2 separate regions of the Sus scrofa genome follow, and region 1 is linked to region 2. The links are chromatin contacts, called in public HiChIP or PLAC-seq maps. All regions are on one chromosome and are shown on one strand. Each heading gives the region's core, a stretch centred on a gene start, on an enhancer-like site or on the middle of the called end of the contact. The rest is flanking DNA. Distances are from core to core; before and after follow the strand shown. Region 1 holds the start of LARP4 (la-related protein 4). Region 2 holds the start of LOC110260660 (cytochrome c oxidase assembly protein COX14).

Evidence for each region. HiChIP or PLAC-seq counts read pairs in DNA pulled down with a chosen protein or histone mark.
Region 1: an H3K27ac HiChIP or PLAC-seq map of alveolar macrophages shows a contact between it and region 2. The contact joins the promoter of LARP4 here to the promoter of LOC110260660 in region 2. A contact is called at or near these places in 1 of 47 Hi-C or Micro-C datasets (liver) and 1 of 2 datasets of contacts at active chromatin or transcription factors (alveolar macrophages).

Annotation. Positions count from the first base shown.
Region 1 is chr5:16,175,951-16,179,914 of Sscrofa11.1, reverse strand. It overlaps LARP4 (la-related protein 4), which reads right to left and starts at 2,666. Exons shown (of 16, transcript XM_021091648.1): 1 at 2,472-2,666. It overlaps LIMA1 (LIM domain and actin binding 1), which reads left to right and starts at 2,873. Exons shown (of 11, transcript NM_001114676.1): 1 at 2,873-2,949.
Region 2 is chr5:16,014,724-16,018,716 of Sscrofa11.1, reverse strand. LOC110260660 (cytochrome c oxidase assembly protein COX14) reads right to left here and starts at 2,298. Exons shown (of 2, transcript XM_021091641.1): 1 at 2,163-2,298. It also overlaps a transcript of GPD1 not described here.

The sequences.
Region 1 (3,964 bases), core at 1,417-3,916, 160 kb before region 2:
TTAATTCTGTATTATTACATTATTAACATCTTCTCCTCCAGCCTATTGCCTTTTTTTGTAAATAAAGGTTTATTAGAACATGGCCATGCCCCACTTTTTTTGGGGGTGGGGTCTTTTCTTCTTTTCGCCTTTTCTAGGGCCACTCCCACGGCATATGGAGGTTCCCAGGCTAGGGGTCCAATGGGAGCTGTAGCCGCCGGCCTATGCCAGAGCCACAGCAAGGTGGGATCTGAGCCGCATCCGAACCTACACCACAGCTCACGCAACACTGGATCTTTAACCCACTGAGCAAGGCCATGGATCGAACCCACAACCTCATGGTTCCTAGTTGGATTCATTAACCACTGGGCCATGAAGGGAATTTCTCCATGCCCCACTTTTAATGTAAGAGTTGAGTAGTTGTGACAAAGATCGTATGTATGCCTTAAATATTTACTAACTGGCTGTTTACAGAAAAAGTTACAAACACTTGGTTTAGAAAATATACAAAACAATAAACCAAGCCCTGATTTGTAGAATTTGCCAATTTCCACGGTGTAAATACTCCTATTGCAGTCAAAGTCATGCTACAAATGTGACAGAAATAGTAGAGTTGGGAAGAAATGCATACAACATTGTATAGTATTTCTATCACACAGATACAAGACAATCTTAAGAGTAATTAGTAAAATGAAGGAAAAAAGTGACATTTTGAGTATTTATTACCTGCTTTTAACATATTTGCTAACTTATACAATTTATGTAATTTTTTTTTTGGCTGCATCCACAGCATACAAAAGTTTCTGGGCCAGGGATTGAACCTGAGTCACAGCAGTGACCTGAGCCACAGCAGTGACCTGAGCCACAGCAGTGACAATGCTGGATTCTCAACTGCTAGGCCACCATGGAACTCCTAATTTATATAATTAGGGGAGGGGGCATGCTCACTGCATACGAAAGTTCCTGGGCCAGGGATTAAACCTGTGCCACAGCCAGCAATCTGAACCGGTGCAGCGACAATGCTGGATCTTTAACCTGCAGAGTCACATAGGAACTCCTTTAAAATATGTAATTGTTTTCTTTCTTTCCTTTTTTTTTTTTTTTTTTGCCTTTTAGGGCTGCACCTGCTGCATATGGAAGTTCCCAGGCTAGATGTCGAATTGGAGCTGCAGCTGCCAGGCCAGCTGCAGCCACAGCAACTCCAGATCTGAGCTGCATCTGCGACCTACACGAGCTCATGGTAAGCCCGGACCTTTAACCCACTGAGTGAGGCCAGAGATTGAACCCGCATCTTCATGGACACTAGTCAGGCTCTTAATGTGCTGAGTCATGACAGGTACTCCTATGCAATTTTTAATAGTGTTTATGCTCAATAACTGGCTCATAGAATCCTCCTAAATGTAGCAATCCACCTCACAAACTTGTAAACCAACTATGGTGTACTACTAGCTCTTATTTTCAAAGGGCGCTAAGGGAGGCTCCGGAAGAGCAAACAGTAGTTTGCTTAGCTAGTAAGTGGCTGAGTAAAGATCTAAATCTAGGTCTAAAATTCTTTGTGGAGAATAAAGGCCTTTATTGACTTGATTTTTAAAAAGGGGAGGTATATATTAAAGGAACTCCACATACCACCGTATATATTTGCTAGGGCTCTCTAACAAAACTGGCAGGCAGCATGGGAATTGAAGAGTCTTGATGCTTGATTCCTATCCGGAATCAGTCTGGGCTGGATATCTGAAAGAATAAGGAAACAACTGGACTACCCATCATCTGTCGCTGGAAATTTCTTATTAGAAATCTTTCTTAAGGAGTTCCCATTGTAGCTCAGTGGAAAGGAATCTGACTAGTATCCATGAGGATGCAGGTTAGATCACTGGCCTCGCTCTCTGGGTTAAAGATCTAGCATTGCCGTGGGCTGTGTTGTAGGTCGCAGATGCGGCTTGTATCCCAAGTTGTTGTGGCTGTGGCTAGGCCCACAGCTGCAGCTCGATGTGACACCTAGCCTCAGAACCTCCATATTCCGTGTGTGGCCCTAAGAAAAAAACCCCTTCCCTAATTGCTTTAGGAAGTGTAAATACAGCCATTTACCACCACCATCCCCTTATAGTACTTATCAACCTACATGAATTCGAAAAGCTTCAGAAAACTTGTGGTTTAAAACCATACCACACTTGAGGTGCAGAAGGAAAAGACACTATCAAAGGGCACTGATGCAACTGCACGTACCAGGGGGAAATTTGGGGGCAGGATGGCCAAGTGCTAGGCCTCTTGACTCTAAAGCCTTTGAGCACTGCTCTTAGTGAAGAAATAAGGTTAGAGATGCTGGAGAACTTGCAGATCTGCCCTTGTCCAATCCCTTCCTTTACATGAAGAAACTCAGCTCTAGGGAGGCGAAGCGACTTGAACGTCAAGCGGGTCGAGTTAGGATTAATTTATAGTTCTTTACACCACACCAAAAGGCCTCCTCTAAAACACCCTCCCTGCACAGAACTTACCCCGAAAGCACCAGGAACCTGGCTGGGGACTGGCCTATACTTGAACCTAGGAAAAACTTCCTAGCCGCTCTTGAGTCAAACTGCGGTAACTCTGAGTCACTGCTCAAGCCAAAGTACAAAGGCCCAGAGCCCTAGGCCATAAAACAGCGCGGATGCCTCAGAGAAATTCCAGCGCGAGCCCCGGAAAAGCAGCCACGCCCCTCAGAACGCCGGCGCGCGGGGCGACGCGAGCAGCCGCGAAGGCAAGACACGCAGCCGGCGGAGCGCGCACGCTCGCCCCTAGGCCGCAGGGAGGCGGGCTGACGGGCGCGCCCCCGCGGCGGTGGGCGGGGTCGGGGCGGGGCTCTGAGCCGGACCGGGGCGGGGCCGCAGGGAGCTGTAGGTGCTGCGGCTAGGTCGCGACAGGTGCGCGAGGCAGAGCGCCAGGGACCCGTGGCAGGGCTGGTAGCAGCTCGGAGAAAAGACCGCTTTTAGCCAGGTAAGAGTCTTCCCTCGCCACATCCTCCACAGCCGGAGAGTGCGCAGAGACCCGGGTTCCCTCCACACCCTCTTTCTCCCGCGACTTCTGGGGTGGGGGGAACACAAGGAGCGTGAACCCCTCCCCCTCAAGAAAGAGAGTGGAGGAGCTGCTGGTCCTTTCCTCTCTTCAGGGTAGTACGCTGAGGGGTTGGGAGTAATTAAGTAGATCTGAGGCTTTGCTGCTTGAAGACAGGAGCTCATAGGACCCCCCCACCCCCACCCCGCCCCGCCCCGCCCCGCTTCCATCAGGAACACTTCTAACTATATACTTTTTTGGTGTGGTAGAGGAAGGTGGCAGCTCATCAATAATACAAAACAGTCTCTCAGGGAAATATTCTAATAATTCAGCCTTTCTTTTCTATTCTTCATTTTCAGCCATTCTCTCCCTCTTCGATTTTTCTCCCCTTCCATTCTGCCAGTTGGACTCTGTAAGAAACTTACACCTTTTTGAGGTATGTTGAGAGTATAGCAGTCTTGCAGCTGGATATGTCACCCCAGAATCGCTATCATGTATATATCTCTGGCACCTGTCAATACGTGGGTGTTAATATAAGGTAATTGTACACCTCTGGCTACACCTACTAAGCCTAAAGTTGTAGGTGCTAGGGGCTAACCATCTGGCACACTTCCTTACCTCCTTACTGGTGCTTAGGACCCTGGTGAGAGATATTTGAAGTACTATTGTCTTTCACCTAATTCCAGCTTTTGAAAGTCTGCATAATCCAGATGGTTCTATTGACTTGACTTTTCAAGTTAGTTAAAAGTGCTTAGGGAGTTATCAGTCTTTTAGACAGTGACCTTTTGTAAGGGGAGGAGTCTTTTTTTTTTTTTTTTTTGCGTTAGGCATTCTTTCTTTTGCTCTTGATTTAAGTGGCTAAATGGAATACTTTTCTTCTGCATAGTTACTAATACTATTCACAAATAATAAGTATTTTAGGATCCATGAAATAATGCTTTCTTCTGAGCCCTGATGT
Region 2 (3,993 bases), core at 1,049-3,548:
AAAGGTGCTCAATACAATATTCATGTGATGATGTTCATCAGGCAGATGGATATGCAAATGTGGAACAGCTCTTGGGAGCAAGGCTAGGCCACAGATGCAGATGGAAATAACAAGTGACATCAAAACAGAGGATAAAACCAGAGAAGCCAAGGGAACGCCAGTTTGAAAAAGGAAAACAATTAGGGAGGGAGTTCCTGTCCTGGCGCAGCAGAAACGAATCTGACTAGGAACCAACCATAAGGTTGCAGGTTCCGTCCCTGACCTCCTTCAGTGGGTTAAGGATCTCGAGTGGCTGTGGCTGTGGCGTAGGCCAGCAGCTGTAGCTCCAGATTCGACCCTTAGCCTGGGAACTTCCATATGCTACAGGTGCAGCCCTAAAAAGCTTACAAAAAAAAAAAAAATTAGGAATACAGGTAGGAAATTCCAGAAACATCTGGGGTGCTTTTTCATTTAACTACAACAGCGGTTGAAAATCACTGCTGTATCTTTTGGGTGTACTTACTGGACCAGAATGAAAACTAAGAAATACTACTGCAGAGTTAAGTGGCCATAAAAATTAATCTGATAGAATCACTGGATAGAAATAGGTGACTAGGTCACAGGTAAACCTAGGCCAGAAGTCAATTTAATGCACCAAACTGGAACAGGTATTAAGTAGAAAGAATAGATTCTTAGCCAGGGCCCCAGCAGGCCCACGAACCCCATTCCCCAAGGTTTATGTGTCTACGCAATTTTCTAGGACAGAGAGAAACAGATTATTCGAAGGATCAAAACCCCTTCTCTCACCCCAAAGATTTCCTTTTTTTTCTTTTAATAGCAATGAGCCATGAAGCCCCTGTGGGAAGCATGGCTGTCCTTGAACTTCTATTTTTTTTCTTCTTTTTCCTTTCAGGGCCACACCTGTGGCATATGGAGGTTCCCAGCCTAAGGGGTGAGTTGGAGCTGTAGCTGCCGGCCTGTGCCACAGCCACAGCAACGAGGGATCCCAGCTGCAACTGCATCTGCGACCTACACCACAGTTCTTGGCAAAGCCAGATCCTTAACCCACTGAGCAAGGCCAGGGATCGAACCTGCAACCTCAAGGTTCCTAGTCGGATTTGTTTCCACTGTGCCACGACAGGAACACCCAAAGATTTGAGTCAGTATTCTTGTGATTTCCTGGTTAAGGGAATGCGAATGATAGGGCAGCAGCTTGAGAAGGTAATAAAGTCAAGTAAATCCTAGTTGTCTTGCTTACTGATAAGGAGATACAAGGATTACCTTTGGAAATGAAGAAAACTTGAGGTCAGCTGGAGAACATTCTCACCTGAAGGACATCCGTTTCCCTAATAAAGCTCAAGGCTGGGTCTCTTATGGGGTTAAAGGGAAGGTCTCAGAAAAACAGGGAAAAGAAAATGAGAGCCACTGTGGAAATACAACGTGCAAAGGTTATATGGCTTTTCTCTCCTTTCCTGCCGCCTAAACATGTTGTGCCCTCAAGGTTCAAGCTTCTCCTCCGGAAAACTCATTTCCTCAAATGGGTCCAGCCACCTCCGCTTAGATTTACTCACTTAGCTGTCTACCTTTTATTCGTGCTATGAAAGCCGCAGAGAACGCGGCTTCTGTCTCAAAGTAGATTATGATCTGATGGGGATAAACTCTGCATCTCAAACCCTGTTAGACAAAGTACAAGACGGCGGCGACCAGAAAAGAGGCACGTTGAGAGTTCAGAGACAAGGTGTGGGCTCAAGATAAGTTAGCAGAAAGGTGGGGGGTGGGGGCAGCTGTCATTTGGGGAGGGGCAAGATTTACACCAGTAGAGGAGGGACAGGGAGAGCATCCCAGGCATAGAAAGCCGCAAAGGAGTGGAGCCAGATTATCAATACGCACGAAGAGTGCCTGGAAAAGCTGCATTTCAGGGCGCAGCGCTCTGCGAGACGAGAAGGGGTCAGAGCTACTGGAGTCGGAGTCGGAGCGCAGAGGGCCAAGACGCACGGTGGGAGTCAGGGTCTGACAGGAACCTACGGCCCCAAGGAGCTTGCCGGGCTGCCAGCGGCGCGGTCCGCCGCGCAGAGTACGGAAGCCCGAAGACTGGGCGTGAGGATGCGGTAAGCAAAGGCCGGCCCGAGCAGGCGCGCCCAGGCAGATAGGAAGCCCCCACTAGGGCCTGGCGGACGGCGTACCTGAATGCTGCCGCTCCCTCTGGGTTCGAGTCCTCCAGCCGCACGACCTCCCAACGCAGCCGGAAGCTGCGCCCACGACCAGACGAGCGAGGGTAACGGCCCAGAAACCACTCTGAACGCTGAGGTGCTATTGGTGCAGAGCGCCGCCTTTCTCCCTCCCACGCGACCCGCTTACCCTCTAAGCTTCAGACTCAGCATAACTCCGCCTACCGAGGCGGTAGCCCGCGCAGGCCGCAACTCCGGCTGGCTGCCTCCTCTGAACTTCCGGTTTCCGGGTCAGCCGTCCTTACTACGCATCCTCAGACGAGCCTTCCTCTCAGGCCAGTTGATTTCTGGGGGTTGTAGTCATTCTCCACTGAGAAAGGGTCTTTGGAGATCCAAGCTCTGGAACTGGAACTTTTAGAATACTACTTAGTCATGACAGAAAAGACGATCTAAAACTCCGTCTCAGAGAGAGCCAGCCAGCCAATCCCCAGCCTACGGCGCGGTGACGTCTCCGGTAGCTAGGTAGGTTCTCTCGGTGCCAGCCCCCTGGAGGGCTGCGCGCCCCCTGGAGCCTGGAGTTGCTCTTTTCTCCGCGGCCAGGCTTCAGCAGAGCCCAGGTAGGAGTCCGACCCGAACCGCAAGCTTTACGGCAGCTTTGGCCATGGCCACGAAGTGGGCACGAGGGTCGAATCTCCATAACGTTTCACCCGTTTGTGACCTCCTCGCTTGCAGGCGGCTTGATAAGCCCCAGAGAAGTGCCAGGAAGAGGATGGGAGGGAGTGCCGTTTAGGGGAATGGGGGGACCCCTGCTAGGGGCCGGGAGTGGCTGGGGAGATGGAAGATGGCTTTCTTTCCATTTTCATTTTTCTTACCCTATGAGTGAAAACATACATGCAGTGATCTGCACTGACGCTGCACGCATGCACTCAAGCGCCCTTCTCCAACTTGTTTCTGGAAAAAACACTTTATTGGGTAGACAAGTGGGCCTGATGCGAAGGCCTGAGATTCTGTTAACTGAGGAGTAAGCAAGCAAAAGTAGGCAGAGGTTTTTGACTATCTAAGAGGGTCGCAGCTGCAGCCTAGGGAAGGGAGCTGTCTTTCCGTCTTGACTTTGACTTCCTGGGGAGGCAGCTCTAGATCCCAGCCACCTCTGGAGTGACTGTGCCCCCCCAGGCAGCTCTGCCCTTCACTGCTAAGACTGACTTCTCAAGGGCTAGGGGCTGAGAGGAGCCTCCCTGCCCGGTTTCTCGGGGACTTAGGAAGGGTTAACATAATGCTGGCCAGTCACAGTGTGCCAGGTGCCGCCACCCAGGCAGCTGAGACCCTTTGCTGGATGGCCAGGCGCCTTTGGTCGCTATTCATAGCCAGGGGCCCAGGCTGCTGACCTGTGACATTCCCCTGCTGCCATTCCATCCTGGAGCAAGGTCAGTGCCAAGCACACCCCACTCCCTCCTCCCCTTCCCATTTTTTCCCCCCTCACCCCAGGAGGTAGAATGGTTTGAATTTTTTCCTCCTCCATGAGTTTCCCAGCTCCTGAGGTGGTGAAGTTGTCAATACCTCAAAAGAAGGCCTTCAGGTGACAAAGGAGAGTTGGCTTTGGAATTAGGACACCCACATGGGGACCTGATCACCCTCCATTACGCACTCCGGTCCCTTGGTCTCCTGATACTAGAGCTGGCTAGCTGCCCTGGTGCTCTGGGGGCAGCTGAGAATTAGGTAGAGTTTGGGAGGGGGTAAGAGGTGGGTCCGAGATGTCCTGGGGAGATAGCAGCAGGAGGGACCCAACCGACGCCTCCCCCGACTGGAGCTCCTGAGAAGGGAGGCAGCGTAGGTACAAAGGTCACGG